2 separate regions of the Zea mays genome follow, and region 1 is linked to region 2. Evidence: chromatin contacts called from public Hi-C data. All regions are on one chromosome and are shown on one strand. The core of a region is the stretch at or near the end of the contact, and the rest is flanking DNA. Distances in the headings are between cores, read along the strand shown. Region 1 holds the start of LOC103652212 (putative disease resistance RPP13-like protein 1). Region 2 holds the start of LOC100280988 (glucuronoxylan 4-O-methyltransferase 1).

Region 1 (7,354 bases), core at 173-2,672, 160 kb before region 2:
AACGATATCAAATACAACCTGGACCTTCTTCACTGACTGCAGCACCCTACCCTTGACATCTTCCAAGCCATCAGCCTTCCAGTAGTCAGTCAGGCAGGTGAAAGCTTTGTTGATCCAAAAGGAGATGGTTGCATTTGCCACCGAGCTCCCGGCCAACTTCCCAGCGAACATGATTGTGGCGGCGGCGGCCATGACTTTGTGCTTTTGTGAGGGAAGATATCTGAGGAGAGATCAAAGCATATGAGAGTTTTGCATGTCCAGAAGAAGCACTGCAGATGTGAGACTCAACCCCATTGTTTGATGAAGAAATTGTTAAACACCAGAATGACAGAGATAATCTTCACCTATTTGACGGGTGGCTTCAAGGATTTACCTGCTCACTGAAACTCAGATGCGCAAACTTCGAAACAAGGTAGATCTGGCAGGGTGCACAGTCTGGATACTTGGAGCAATGGCACATGTTCTATCTGCTACGTTCTTAAGTTGTCATGATGGTGACTGAACTAAATACAACACTTTCGTGGAAACTTCAAGGTTGATTTCCCCGAAAGAGAAGTCAATGGTAAGCATCAAAGTATGCCAATAGTTAGATCAGATGTAGACAGCACAGCCACCTTTGCATTTTACAATAGCTACTTGCAGTACTCCGTTGCTGAATGGACTGATTCTGACCGCAGATTTGTATGTATTATAGCTGAAACTTTGACTTGTCTCAGAGGGGAGATTTCCCTATGATAAATAGAAAGTCCACTTGAAGTTTGACTTTGCAAACTCCTTGTATGACAAATGGTGCTCAGAGTTTTAAGGACACAATGTCGTTATTTGGAATTTTAATAATTTATAAGAATTCAAAATACTACGTTCATACTAACCCCTACTATAGTCTAGACTCTAGAGCCCTAGAGGGCTAGGTGTTCATTCTTCTAACTTCTGTAATAAGAGAACTTGCTAAAGAGAGATGGCCAGTGCTTGCAGCAATGTAATTTCTGATCTATTGCAAGACTTTCAACAATTTGTCATTTAAAAAAAATACAGTACTGCTTCCGAGTTATGAATGTACACGAAACGCACCCAAATTACTCTTGCTGCTGGAGATTTCCTCGGGAACTTTTTAGCTATTTGGTAAGAAAACTGCATCACAATTTTCACCGCTGCTGATGGCATTTGTATCAAGATGAGGTGGGGGCAAGAATAAACGGAGACGTACGTATCGTTTCCCACTTTCCACTGTTACAATGCACTGTGCGACGCGCCTCCGTTGCCTCCTCCTAGCGGGGCTCGTCTGCTGGCGGCGATGGATCCAGCAGGCGGCCGTCGCTCGCCGTAGAACTCGAACAGTGGCCCATGGGAGCCTCAGCCTCGGAGGAGTCGACCAGTCGTGGCCTCGTGGGAGTTCTGGAGCCAATGACCGTCGGACCCACCAGTGCCGGCTTAAGCACAACACTTCAATCAATTTATCCTCTGATTTCTCATCCACCTCTCAGGCTCCTTTCTAAGTTAGAACGCATTAATTTCGCAGGAAGAATGTTATAGGAATTTCACATGAATTAGTTTATAAATATAGAGAAAATATAGAATTCAAGAAATTTTCCTTTACTTCAAAGGAGTCCTCGCTCTCTCATACTCCCACTAGCCAAACACATAAATATTCAATTAAATGTTAACGCACAATAATTATATAAAAACAAATCTAACAAACTTTTTGCCAACAATCAATACAAAACTAAACTCGTAATCTAGAACGCCTCATCTCTCTCTCTCTCTCAGCTATTCAACCACACATCACCAGCGGCGCTTGTCTATAGAGAAGGTAAAAGTGGTGCCACGACTGTCACGTTTACCTTCTAGATGTCCTTTATGACAGTGCAGAAGAATTTGGGTGAGCGAGACAGGGACGGGAAAATAGATGTGAAGTTTTGGGTTAATATAAGCGCTCGTGGTTGATTACGTATACAAGAGATCAGGTTGGTTGCACATGTTTTTTATAAAGGAATAATTTATTAATAACTTTAAGCATATTGCATCGAGGAGATACAAGCCCTTAAAATTTATTGTGGTCTCTGCTTAAGAAGCATATAGCTTTAAAACTAATAAAATTGATAAAATTATGTACAAATAGAAATTTGAACCGTGGTTGTTGACTCTAAACCTACATTCACACATACCTAGCCAACAAAATGTGCATGTCTTTGTTTTATATTCTATACTTATAAATGAAAATTGTAGCAACGTATGGGCACTTTGCTAGTCTAGAATTATGGCACTATAATTTAGATTTACACATAATTAGTTGCAAAGATAGACTTGATTTGGTTTATATAAAGATAGAAAGGTGTAACAACTAAATCAAGTCTTTCATGTTTTTATATTTGTAAATCGGGGCAATAGTTTATTCTATAAATAATAGACAATGGCTTAAGCACAACACTTCAATCAATTTATCCTCTGATTTATCTCATCCACCTCTTCTATAATAAGTCTCTACACCCACCATCAATCCTCTCACTAGCCAAGTTATTTCTGAGAAGCTAAACAAAAGCAATCCTGCTCTCAAAATGCAAGTGCATATAGTCATGCAAGAAGTTAGCTAAAGACTACCTCACCAATAGCGCAGCAACCTTGGTGCCCGTCGCCAAGGTCAAAGGAGACAATGGCAAGAAGATAGATGTCCCTAACTCAGCATTCTAGGTGTGGTCTACAACAGACTAGGTTCTCAAGTTTCTGCTTTCATCTAGACCAAAATGTCATCTCCCAGGTCACGGTGTGTTAGATTATCACAGAAACCTAGAAGGTTGTAGAAGGAAACTACACCACGACAAAAAAGGGTGTGCTCCATCAATTCAAAGATTGTCCTCACTACTACGTACTAAGAATGTAATCTCTCTATCACCGAATACATCGGCAAGAAGCACTCCTTGGGAAATGAGCTGCCATCTGCTGACAAGTCGATCGACAACAATGAATTAATCTCCTATGTCTTCACTAGCTTTGACTATAGAACAACTCAATCATCACCACCCTCATCGCAAAGGATGAGCTCACCATCGGTGAGGTGTATTTATAACTGCTCGGCTTTGAGCAATACATGAAATTGATATCCCTATCTCTACTATATTTAAGAGGAAAAATCTTCATGCATAGCATCCTCTCTGCCCGTGCAGGGTTCCACCACCAAAAAATAGACACACGATAAAAATTATGTTCCATATGACAAATATGTAAGGGTGGTTACCATATTCTATGATGTAAACTCTAATTGGTACACATACACGAGTGCTATAGATCACATCTCAGGCGAACTTGATAAACTAACAGTGTAGAACAAATAAAAGAGGCATGATCAAATCCACACTGTTAATGGAGTAGGAATGAACATTAGTCACGTCGATCATTCTGTTGTTAGTAAACCTAGTCGTGGTCTCAAACTTGAGAGAACCTAGAGGGGGTGAATAGGTGATCCTGTAAAATTCAACACTAATAGCCATAAAACTTAGTTATTAAAGTTAGAATGGCTAAGTAGCTTGAAACGAGCTCTTGTGAACACAGACAATCAAAGAGAAAGCACAAAAGAGACACGCGATTTTTAACCCGTGGTTCGGCCAAGTAATACTTGCCTACTTCTACGTTGTGGCATCCCAATGGATGAGGGTTGCACTCAACCCCTTTCAAGTGATCCGATGATCAACTTGAATACCACGGTTTTTTCTTTCTTTTTCTTTCTCCCGTTTGCGAGGAATCTCCACAACTTGGAGCCTCTCGCCCTTACAATGATGATCACAAAAGAAGCATAGAAGTAAGGGAGGGAGAGCAACACACACAAAACTCAAATCACAGCACAATCACGCACACAAGTCACAACTTGAGCTCAAAACACAACCCACTGAGTTCTCAACTCAAATGAAGCTCAAGTCACTATCTCAAAGAATCAAATGCGCGAAGTTGGAGTCTTAGAATGTTTCTTGTAAGCTTGGGTGTACTCCTCCATGCGCCTAGGGGTCCCTTTTATAGCTCCAAGGCAGCTAGGAGCCATTGGAGGCCAACAAGGAAGGTTATCCTTGCCTTCTATCGGGTGGCGCACCGGATAGTCCGGTGCGCCACCGGACAGTCACTGTAGACGGTCCGGTGCCGATCTTCTTCCTATTCTAGTGCAGACGACCGTTGCAGATTCGTGGCAGTTGGCGTGTCCGATGCACACCGGACAGTCCGATGCCCCCTGTCGACCGTTGGCGTGGGCCACGCGTCGCCTGCGGATTGTGCGGCCGACCGTTGCGCTGGCGACCGTTGGCTCACCGGACAGTCCGGTGCACCACCGGACAGTCCGGTGAATTATAGTCGTACGCCGCCAAACATTTCCCGAGAGCGGCCTGTTCACCGGAGTTCAGCCTAGCGCACCGGACACTGTCCGGTGCACCACCAGACAGTCCGGTGTGCCAGACCGAGCTGGACTTCGGTTGTACCAAGCCAAGTCTTTTGCATTTCTTTTCTTCTCTTCTTTTCTCTGTTTCTAGCACTTAGACAATATATGTTAGTACTCAAAACAATGTACTAAGTCTAGAAACATACCTTGTTACATGATTTGCACTTCTTGCTTGTTTGGCACATAATCAACTCACTTAATATGTGTTGGACACTTAATCACCAAAATATGATAGAAATGGCCCAAGGGCACATTTCCCTTTCAATCTCCCCCTTTTTGGTGATTTATGCCAACACATCAAAAAGCAACCAAAAGAAGTGCAACATCAATGCAATTGAGAACAAAATTGTTTTTACACAAGTTTTGACATATTTGGATCAATCTTTACCACCACTTGGTTTGTTTTTGCAAATCAAATTCATTTTCCTATTTCTAATTCAAACTCACTTGTTTGGGCATCAAGAGAGATAATCCAAGAGTGAAAATGATCAAGAGCCAAAAACTCCCCCTTTTTCCCATAATCAAAATTCTCCCCCATAAGAGACCAAATTTTGCAATTAGAGTATTTTGGCAAATCAAAAGTTTTAACTCTATTGTTTTCAAAATTCACAAGTGGTAGCTAATCCATTTGCTTGCTTTGGCCTTAATTTCTCCCCCTTTGGCATTAAGCACCAAAACGGGATTATTCTTGGCCCTTTAACCCTATTGCCTCACCAAAAATGTCAATTAAGAGCAAAAAGGCAATAAGAGCATAGATATAAACTTGGAAGTAAATACACTAATACTGGAGTGCAGTGGAAGTCTTTGCAACGTCCAAGTCTATTTTCCCTTTCAATGCACCTTTGAGACTACATCAAGAATACTCAAACACAAAGGTTAGTCTCAAAGGGTCAAGTTATACCACATCTCCCCCTAAATATGTGCATCATTCACACATGGACTTGTGAGGTCCGGGGATCCCTTGTACAACTTGAGCACCATAAATAAGCAAAGAATCACATAAATGCATGAAGTAACATGATCAAAGGCATAGAACACATGTATGCTTTAGATTAATCCAAGTTACGTGAATCTAAGACATTTAGCTCACTACGCAACCTGCAAAACCTTTTCTCATCTAAAGGCTTGGTGAAGATATCGGCTAGCTGGTTCTTGGTGTTAATATGGTACACCTCGATATCTCCCTTTTGATGGTGGTCTCTCAGGAAGTGATGCCAGATGTCTATGTGCTTAGTGCGGCTGTGTTCAACAGGATAATCCGCCATGCGGATTGCACTCTCATTGTCACATAGGAGTGGGACTTTGCTCAGATTGTAGCCAAAGTCCCTGAGGGTTTGCCTCATCCAAAGTAGTTGCGCGTATACTGTCCTGCGGCAACATACTTGGCCTTAGCGGTGGATAGGGCAACAGATGTTTGTTTCTTTGAACTCTAAGACACCAGGGACCTTCCTAGGAATTGGCACGTCCCTGATGTACTCTTCCTATCAACCTTGCACCCGGCATAATCGGAGCCTGAATATCCAATTAAGTCAAAGGTAGACCTCTTTGGATACCAGATCCCGAAGCAAGGCGTAGCAACTAAATATCTAAGAATTCGCTTAACGGCCACAAGGTGACATTCCTTGGGGTTGGATTGAAATCTAGCACACATGCATACACTAAGCATAATGTCCGGTCTACTAGCACATAAATAAAGCAAGGAACCTATCATAGACCGGTATGCCTTTTGATCAACGAACTTACCTCTTTTGTTGAGGTCGACATGTCCGTCGGTTCCTATCGGTGTCTTCGCGGGTTTGGCGTCATTCATCTCAAACCTCTTGAGAAGATCTTGAGTGTACTTCGTTTGGGAGAGGAAAGTGTCATCCTTGAGTTGCTTCACTTGGAACCCAAGGAAGTAGGTCAACTCGCCCATCATAGACATCTCAAACTTTTGAGTCATCACCCTGCTAAACTCCTCACAAGACTTTTGATTAGTAGAACCAAATATTATGTCATCGACATAAATTTGGCACACAAAAAGGTCACCGTCACAAGTCTTAGTGAAAAGAGTGGGATCGGCTTTCCCAACCTTGAAAGCATTTGCAATTAAGAAATCTCTAAGGCATTCATACCATGCTCTTGGGGCTTGCTTAAGTCCATAGAGCGCCTTAGAGAGCTTAAAAACGTGGTCGGGATACCTGTCATCCTCAAAGCCAGGGGGTTGTTCCACGTATACCTCCTCCTTGATTGGCCCGTTGAGGAAAGCGCTCTTCACGTCCATTTGAAACAACCTGAAGGAATGGTGAGCGGCATAGGCTAATAGAATGCGAATAGACTCTAGCCTAGCCACAGGAGCAAAAGTTTCCTCGAAATCCAAACCTGCGACTTGGGCATAACCTTTTGCCACAAGTCGAGCCTTGTTTCTTGTCACCACACCGTGCTCGTCTTGCTTATTGTGGAACATCCACTTGGTTCCCACAACGTTTTGCTTTGGACGTGGCACCAGGCTCCAAACTTCATTCCTCTTGAAGTTGTTGAGCTCTTCCTGCATGGCCAACACCTAGTCCGGATCCTGCAAGGCCTCTTCTACCCTAAAAGGCTCAATAGAGGAGACAAACGAGTAATGCTCACAAAAATTAGCTAGACGTGAGCGAGTTGTTACTCCCTTGCTTATGTCACCTAGTATCTGATCGACGGGGTGATGTTGTTGGATCGTCGCTCAGACTTGAGTTGGAGGGGCCAGTGGTGCTTCTTCCTGCATAACTTGTTCTTCTTGCTTATGAGGATAATGACGCTTGCTGTTCTATGCAGTTGTTGTATTCTGGGTACTCCATAGATAGAAAAGACAGATTATTTGATAGTGGTAAGTGTGGCATAACAATAATATGATTATTATTTACCAAGTTTTTCACTTATATTACCTTGCTGCAACATTGATTTATTTTGGGCACAAAA
Region 2 (7,827 bases), core at 1,027-3,526:
GTGGCCGCGCAGGTGACATCCTTGCCGGTGGAGTGCTCCTTGCCGCTACCGTCGCCTGTAGGCTTGGCGACGATTGACACGGACAATCGACTGAAGGCGGCAGCCACTTCGGCCTCACTGTCGACCTCGACATCGACGTCGACGACCAGCCGTTTCTTCCCTCTCGTCAGAGTCGCCATCGGAGGAACGAGCACAGAGAGATTGGCGGCGCCGTGGAATGGAAAGAGGTGTTAGGTTTTCACCAGCGTCGTGGTTAAAGCAGGGACAAAATTGACTTTTACCATAGCTCATGGAAGGTTACAGAGCGCGGGAGATTAACAGTCCCAATTTAGCGCGGGTGTGTGCTCCATAGTACCAAACTGGCGAAGCGCACATGCGGAGTAGTAGACTAGCAAAGTCGCGCCACCAGAATGTTACAAAGTCAATTAACTCAGCATGGCCATGGCAAGTATTATGTCCAGCAAAAGGCCATGCCTATGCCTCCAGGCACATTCCAAGATACTGGTCCCCGTCACTGCACTGCATGCAGCAGAAGCTGAACAGAGCCATGTGTATCCGTTTCTCTCCGATTTGTACCTGGATTTGTACCCTGGAGTTTTTCATCCGAGTAAGGCCTTGTTCGTTTGTGTCGGATTGATGGGTCGGAACGAATCCGAGCCAGATTGCTTCTCTAATTTATATAAACTTTGATTAGGCCTTGTTCGTTTACGTCGGATTGCACCCGGAATCGTTCCAGCTAATCAAAGTTTATATAAATTAGAGAAACAATCCGGCTAGGAATCGTTCCGCCCCATCAATCCGACACAAACGAAAAGGCCTTAGCCGGAATGATTCCGGGTGCAATCCGATGTAAACGAACAAGGCCTAACAGACAATGCAAGCTCTGAATTTTACATTGTAATCGTCGTCTACCCAACTCTCAGGCACTCATCAGTGTAGAATGAAAAACTGCAAAGCAACATCTATGCAGCAATAATAGTACTGTAGTAGTTTGGCAATTGGCACCGTGGGATCCAAACCAAAGCAGAACAAACTCTTGTCAAGGGCAGAATGGCGTGCCGTCCTTGTCGCGGTGTGACGGGATGACGAAGTGCCTGATCCGTCCGACCTGTTCGGCGAGGTAGCCCTCGCACAGGAACGCCCTGGAGAAGGCGTCCTCGACGGGGCGGTCGACGTCGTGGACGAAGACGTGGGTGGGGCCGGCCCCTGGCCTGCGCGCGCGCGCCGCCATGCCGGCGGTGTAGATGGCGCCCATGCGGCCGGGCGCCCGGGGCGTCCACCCCGTGGGCGCGTCCACCATGACGAGGTCCCAGTCGAGGCCGGCGAAGACGGGCGGGAGGCCCCGGAGCGCGAGGCGGCAGGACGCGGCGGCGGCCGCCGCGAGGTCGGGCTGCGCGACGCAGGCCGGGTGGGCGCGGAGCCCTAGCAGCGCGTCGGCGTCGGCCAGCGCCGTGTCGTAGGCCACGTGGTGGGACTCCAGCGCCGGGTGCCTGCCCCGCACGCTGCCGATCCACGCCGCGTCCTCCTCCAGGAACACGGTCCGCCCCCCGTGGTTCAGCGCCGCCCACATGGGGCTGTCGAGGCCCAGACCGAACACCAGGAAGTTGCAGGGCGCGCGCCGCTGCAGCACGCGCAGCGCCACCCCGATCTCCTCCGCCGTCTGCTGCGGCGTCGCGTTGGACGTGGCGTAGTGCACCAGCGCCTCCGCCACGGGCAGCGGCAGCGGATGCGGCTGCGGCTCCGACGAGTATGAGTACGAGGGCGATGCCGGGACAGGCGACGTGACCAGGGTGCGCGCGGCGAAGACGAGGAGGAAGCCGGCGAGCGCGGCGGCGAGGAGCAGGCGCAGCGCCACGCCGGCCTTGCCCTGCTGCGCGAGCCTGGCTCGCAGGGAGGCCAGGTGGATGGCCTTGCGGGCGTGCGTGGGGCTGGACATGGCTCTCCTCCTCCGCCTTGCTGGCCCTCTGAGAGATCGAGGTAATCTACTGTTGCGGCTGGGTGGTGTCGTGACGGCGGGGGCGATGGCGCAAGTGAGGTGAAGTGAACTAGTGAAGTGAGGAGAGGCAAATTAGCAAACTTAGGATGAGTGGAGGATTGGAGTGGAGGAGGTGGACTCTCAGCTAGTATGCCTCTCTAATGTACCTGTACGTGGCGTTGGTTGGTCTGGAGACCTGGAGTAACAACACAACCTCCTTTGATTTGTCAAACACCAACCAATGCAGATCTTATGCTTGCAATGAAAGTTGAATCAGATGAGATTTGTCACAAAACGCATGATTTCAGTTTCAGTTCAGCCGGGCGTGTTTGGTCGCACGCCGTACGTACCCTGGCACGCCGCCACAACAGACGACGGCCACAGGAAAAAAAAAAGAACCAGCGCTGTTCGGTTTGAAGGGGGGAAAAATAACAGAACTACGGCAGCCACAACGTTTTTTTTCCTGCCGCAGCTTCGGCGGTGCATGCTATTTTGAGTTTGATCCGAGTTTTCGTTCTGTTTACCAGAACTTGGCTTTTTGTATTTTTATTATATTTCGAATCGAAACCCAGTTAGAATCGGACCGAAGTCCGTTTCCTGGTGAGTAGTAGTAGTAGCGAAGAAGAGCACGGTCGTCGCATCGCGTGCAGCCTTGTGTTGTGTGTATAACAAAAAAAAAAAACGCACACGCACGGTTAATGCACACATATACCAAAGCAAAAGCCTAAAAATAATAAAAAAAATAAAGTAGGCTCGTGATCGATTTTTGCTGTGTCGACTAAAATGGTCGTCAGCAAGCAACGCGGCACTGACTACCAAAAAGAAAATATCGAGGCCGAGGTTAGACAAATGGAATCGAGGCTGTTTTGACTCCCGACACAAGTACTGTACTAGTGCTCCTAAGATACTCGTCTGCCGTAGACATTGCTGGGTCTCGATTACAGATGTCAATGGGGATCCGATACCCGTCAATCCGTGGGGAATTCCCCTATTAGGGTACAGGTATGAGACAAAAATTGTATCCATGGATATGGATATGGGACAAAATCTCCACCCATTGGGTAAACGGGTATGGGTTTGGGAAGCAATAATCCGAACCCGATTACCCATGGGTATTTTATACGTGTACACCTGTCGTGTTTGTATGAATGAGTTGAGGCTGAGCCGGCCACCAAGCCTAGCACGGCAGCGCACCAGGCCATAGGTCCTAGCCCAATAAGGCAACTAGCAGACTAGCAAAAAACAAAACTCTAAAATAACCAGTCATATGCTACGCCCTGCCCAGACGACGATGACGACCATGGATTCTCGGGCGGCAACGAACTCAGATGGTGACCAAAGAAGGTGAGCAAACTCCATTTCTCCATTTCTTCTATCGGTCCCGAAGTACTTATTTCTTTTTTGATGGATGGATGAATAAATCATGGTTCATGGATGAGTGCTTGACGATATGGTGATGTCTGAAATCTAGATTGTTTGTGCTACCTATTAGTACCTAGTTATCCATTAATTGGGGGTGAGGACCCATTGGGGACCCGAAACCCGAATGGGGATGGGTATGGGATGAGTTTTGCACCCATGATGGGTATGAGGATGAGTATGTGGATGGATCAAACATGTTGGGGATGAGTATGTGATGCTATAACCCGATGGGGAATTCCCCATTGACATCTCTAGTCTCGATCCAAGGTAGGGTTGGACGACTCGACTCGACTCGTTTATAATTTGTAACAAGTTGAGCTTATATTTTAACTCGTTACGATAACGAGCCAGCTCGAGCTGGCTCGCGAGCCAAATAAGTTGGAGTAGTTAGTCAAATCACAATAATCTTCGATCCAAAATAGTTAATCTTGTTCTTTGTTGAGTGTGGAATCTTAAGTTGCAAACTCTATTCTTTTTTCTAAATAGATCTCCTTCTCTTTTTTTTGCTACATGTTTTTATATCCGTTCGTAGACATTAGACATGTTATTATCGATCTGGCTCACAAACTAAACGAGTTAGCTCGAGTTGGCAAACGAGTCGAGTCGAGCCGAGCTAGCTTTTTAGCTCATTAACATAACGAGTCGAGTCAGCTCGTTATCTTAATGAGCCAGCTCGATATCCACCCTTAATCCGAGGCACCCCAACCACCCAACACAAAAAAAAAATCCCCGCCGCTAGTAGCTGTGAGCCTGTAAATGGTTCCTGTCCGATCAACCCCCCCCCCCCCCCCCCCCCAGTTTATATTTTTCCCTCGGGATCTGTGTTCCAATGACCGATGGACACATCAAGAAGCAAGAATCAAAACGCATGCAAGATGCAAGTCGCGCGATGCACCGACGCGCGCTCACTTGCTTTGTGGCGCTTCTCCACGGTCGACGACGGCCCATATATATGCAATATATACTCATGTTATATACTGCGGTAGTGTGTGTGATGTACGCGCAACGCAAGCGTTCGTATAGCAATCTGTTATATACTGCAGAGCCTTGAATATATATATATATATATATTAAAATATTTTTTTTGCGGTCTTAAGTTAAATTACTGTAGCTTTGGCCGAATTGGTAGATGGGGGCACCAAGTTTTTACAGCAAATTAGTGTCACTAAGTACACTATAAATGACAAGTGGAATAAAATGTTGTCTCTCTATATCTATTTGTTTTATGTTATTATCCTACCAATCAATCAATAGTCAAACATTAATACCATTTTTATTTATATTAAATGATGAGTTTCTGTTAGTATTTTCGTTTTCATTCATTTTCGTAAATTTGTTTATCTTTCTACCGTTTCTGTTTCCGTTTCCGATGATAAAATGCAGATATGAAAATGGAATAGGGTTTTTTTCTGTCGATTTCGGTCCGGTCCCGATGATAAAACGCATGCACAGCACATACCTCCACTGCAACCGACCAGCAAGGCCTTTTATTTACGAGTTCATTGTTAAGGTGTGGGAGGGTCGTCGTCACAATAATAATGGTCGCCGCCGGCGCGCCGATCCAAATCCACCGTCCAGAGCGCGGCGCACCTGCTGCACATGGCACGCCGCGCAGTCTCTCACCAGCTCCGGCGACGCGTGTGCACGCGCGCGCGGCGGCAGCCATGATTGGCCGCCGGCCGCGGACTGCATTATTGGCCGGAGCTGTTCCTACTTACTAGCTCCGGGCTCTAACCTCCAGCGTATGGATAGTTTAGACGACGATCACCGCAGGCGCTCCGGCAAAGAATCTCTCTGTCACCCTCATGGATCTGTGGCCTACGCGTGGCAAAGAACCTCTGCTTTTGCCACGCCGGAGCCGGATTAAAGGCCAAAAAAGTTTGCTTAGGCCACATGGTGAGCTAGTGAGTGTAATAAGCTGGGTGAAGGTGCGATCTAGCCAATCCAATCCAATCAAATGTACGGCACCATGATTTGACAAAGGAAACTCCATTGTTGATTATTGAAGAATCTGTCTGTCTGGGTCACTTCCACGCGTCCGATATCGGCTCTGTTTGGACTTTTTTTTTTAGCTTCTTTCCACCAAAAGCTGTTGCAGCCTCCTAAACGCCCTTTTCAGACTGTTTATATAAAAACCGCTTTGTAAAAATCGTCCGAAATCAACGTGAACACAAAATCGGCCGAGTCGTTTAATAGTAGAAATCTATTGCTTTCTAGATTCTAAACCATTTGAACCATTTAATTTTTCTCTGTATATAATTCCCACGATATTCAGATTTTTTTAGCTAGACACCCGGATTATCAGAAAAAGTTAAGCCATGAGGCCATCGAGCCGGGGCAATGTTTGCAATGTTAGGCTTCGTTATTTCGGCACGCATAAACGTTTCTGACTCTTTCGAAACTGCAAAACGGGCCGGGCCAAACGTTTCTTGTTTCTATGTCTGGCAAGGCCACACGCCAGATGGCAAAGTTTCAGGTAACGTATTGGAGATTTGGAGCTCAATTTACTTTTGTGTCCTACATACTTTTAATGATATAGTATTTTTAATTTTTTAGGCATTATTTTATGGCACCTTGTCAGAGATGCTCTCAGAAAGCTAAACCAAATAACCGTGAGTTGTGTGTTGGTTGGCATGGAACAGCAAAAAAGAAATATCTATTGGTCTTTTAGGAAAACACGGAAGGTAAGCTTTGTGCACAAAATATGTTGGCGTTTGCTAGTTATGAGAAGACAAGTAATAATAATATTATTAAACTAGATATTCTGGTCTACTACATCCTCTAAATTACACGTGAAGCCTACGACCAAATGCCAGTGTAATGGTAACTATGCATATGACAATGAGTTAATACATTTGTAATTAGAGACACTTGGTACGAAAGCTTAGGGTTGTACAGTACATGTCTTAGCAGTATGTGTGTCTTAGTTCAGATATAGCTTCTACTTGAAGTGTTAGGGCATTAAAAAAAACTTGACTCTGTCATCCAACATCCTAGCTTAGGCCAAAGAACTGTCGTCAGCCCACATCCTCACGAAGGCCGACAATCAGGCCCACTCCATGAGACAGAACCTCCGCGGTCCGCTCGGCCCTTGCCAGCCCGCGCGACCAAATATAAAGTGGATGGACACCGCGGCGCCTCGTTCAGCCTTCGTGTGGCCTGCTGTCACCGTGTCACATTCGCCTCACGGGAGGCCCATGCGAAGGCGCGCGCGAAGCTCTACGGATGTAAAAAAATGAACAACTCCAGGAGACTATATATCCTTTAATTGATATATATATATATATATATATATATATATATATATATATATATATATATATATATATATATATATATATATATATATATATACAAAAAATACTACCCCGTTCTCGAATTTTGTTCGTCCGCTAGAATTACAATATATTTGTATACATATCACATAAAAAGCACTATATATTTTTATACAATGACAATATAAAGATGGTAATTGGTAAATGATGGATGAACAATGACACAATCACACAACAACATCACAAGTCACAGATTTTACGGGGAGGGGGAGGCTATGGTGGTATTGCCTATTGAACTTGAGTTATTGAACTCGAGTGAGTAAGAGATAGCCGATGCATTTTGTTTGGTTGATTTAGTGTAGGTTACGATGTGGGGGTTATTTGGTTGGGATGGTTTTTACAAAGTTTAAACTGATATATAGATATAGATATGTATTTGTATTGCTCTGCGTTCTAACACAAACACACGGCAAGCTACAGCAGCTGCTTCCACATGGTCGTCTCTGATGGAAATGAAGAAGGGGAATTAAGCAGCGGCTCATCATTATAATACATACATACATATATCAATCATCATTGTGCGGCCTAGCTGCTACACGTGGCGTGAGTGATCGATGCTAGAGCTAGCTGGTGCTTATATATGTTGCAGCGGGCGGCCAGTAGTAGCTAGCTGCTACTGCTAGGAGCTGCAGTGCACGAGATATGGATGATGATGATGATGAGCCCCCACATGCACCCGGTCCACCATGCATGTCATACATGCAGCTAGCTAGGTGCGTAGTAGTAGTAGTGGTGGTTGATTGCAGTGCAGCTGGGCAGCTGGCTGCACATCCATCGGAGAAGAAAAGCGAGCGGATGCGTAGCACCGAAGTGGGGTTCTGGTTCGGGCAAGGCTTGTGGCGCGGGATCAGGTGCTGCCCTCCCAAACTCGGCAACTCGACGTCGACCGCCCATTGGCCCAGTGCCTGCTGGCTGGCCCATACTGTACCACACCATCTGGCCCTGCCTCTCTCTGCCCACCTTTACCTTATCAGTTTCTCCAAAACAAATCATGGATCACTTTGAGTTTGTAACCAATCAAAAATAAATCATGGATCGAGAGATGATGTTTGAGACAATAAATTAATTAACACAGCTACCTTTTAGTTTTTTCTT

Evidence for each region. Hi-C and Micro-C count contacts between places; a contact is called where the count stands out from the background.
Region 1: a Hi-C map of ear shows a contact between it and region 2, with 4 times the contacts expected there. The contact joins the promoter of LOC103652212 here to the promoter of LOC100280988 in region 2. A contact is called at or near these places in 6 of 25 Hi-C or Micro-C datasets (ear, leaf, root tip and 2 more).

What each region holds. Positions count from the first base shown.
Region 1 is chr3:139,015,106-139,022,459 of Zm-B73-REFERENCE-NAM-5.0, reverse strand. It overlaps LOC103652212 (putative disease resistance RPP13-like protein 1), which reads right to left and starts at 1,422. Exons shown (of 3, transcript XM_020550318.1): 1 at 374-1,422; 2 at 1-220. The coding sequence starts at 192.
Region 2 is chr3:138,850,875-138,858,701 of Zm-B73-REFERENCE-NAM-5.0, reverse strand. LOC100280988 (glucuronoxylan 4-O-methyltransferase 1) reads right to left here and starts at 2,276. Exons shown (of 1, transcript XM_034059758.2): 1 at 801-2,276. The coding sequence starts at 1,936. The coding sequence ends at 1,040. It overlaps LOC103650612, which reads right to left and starts at 541. Exons shown (of 2, transcript XM_008676180.4): 1 at 1-541. The coding sequence starts at 179.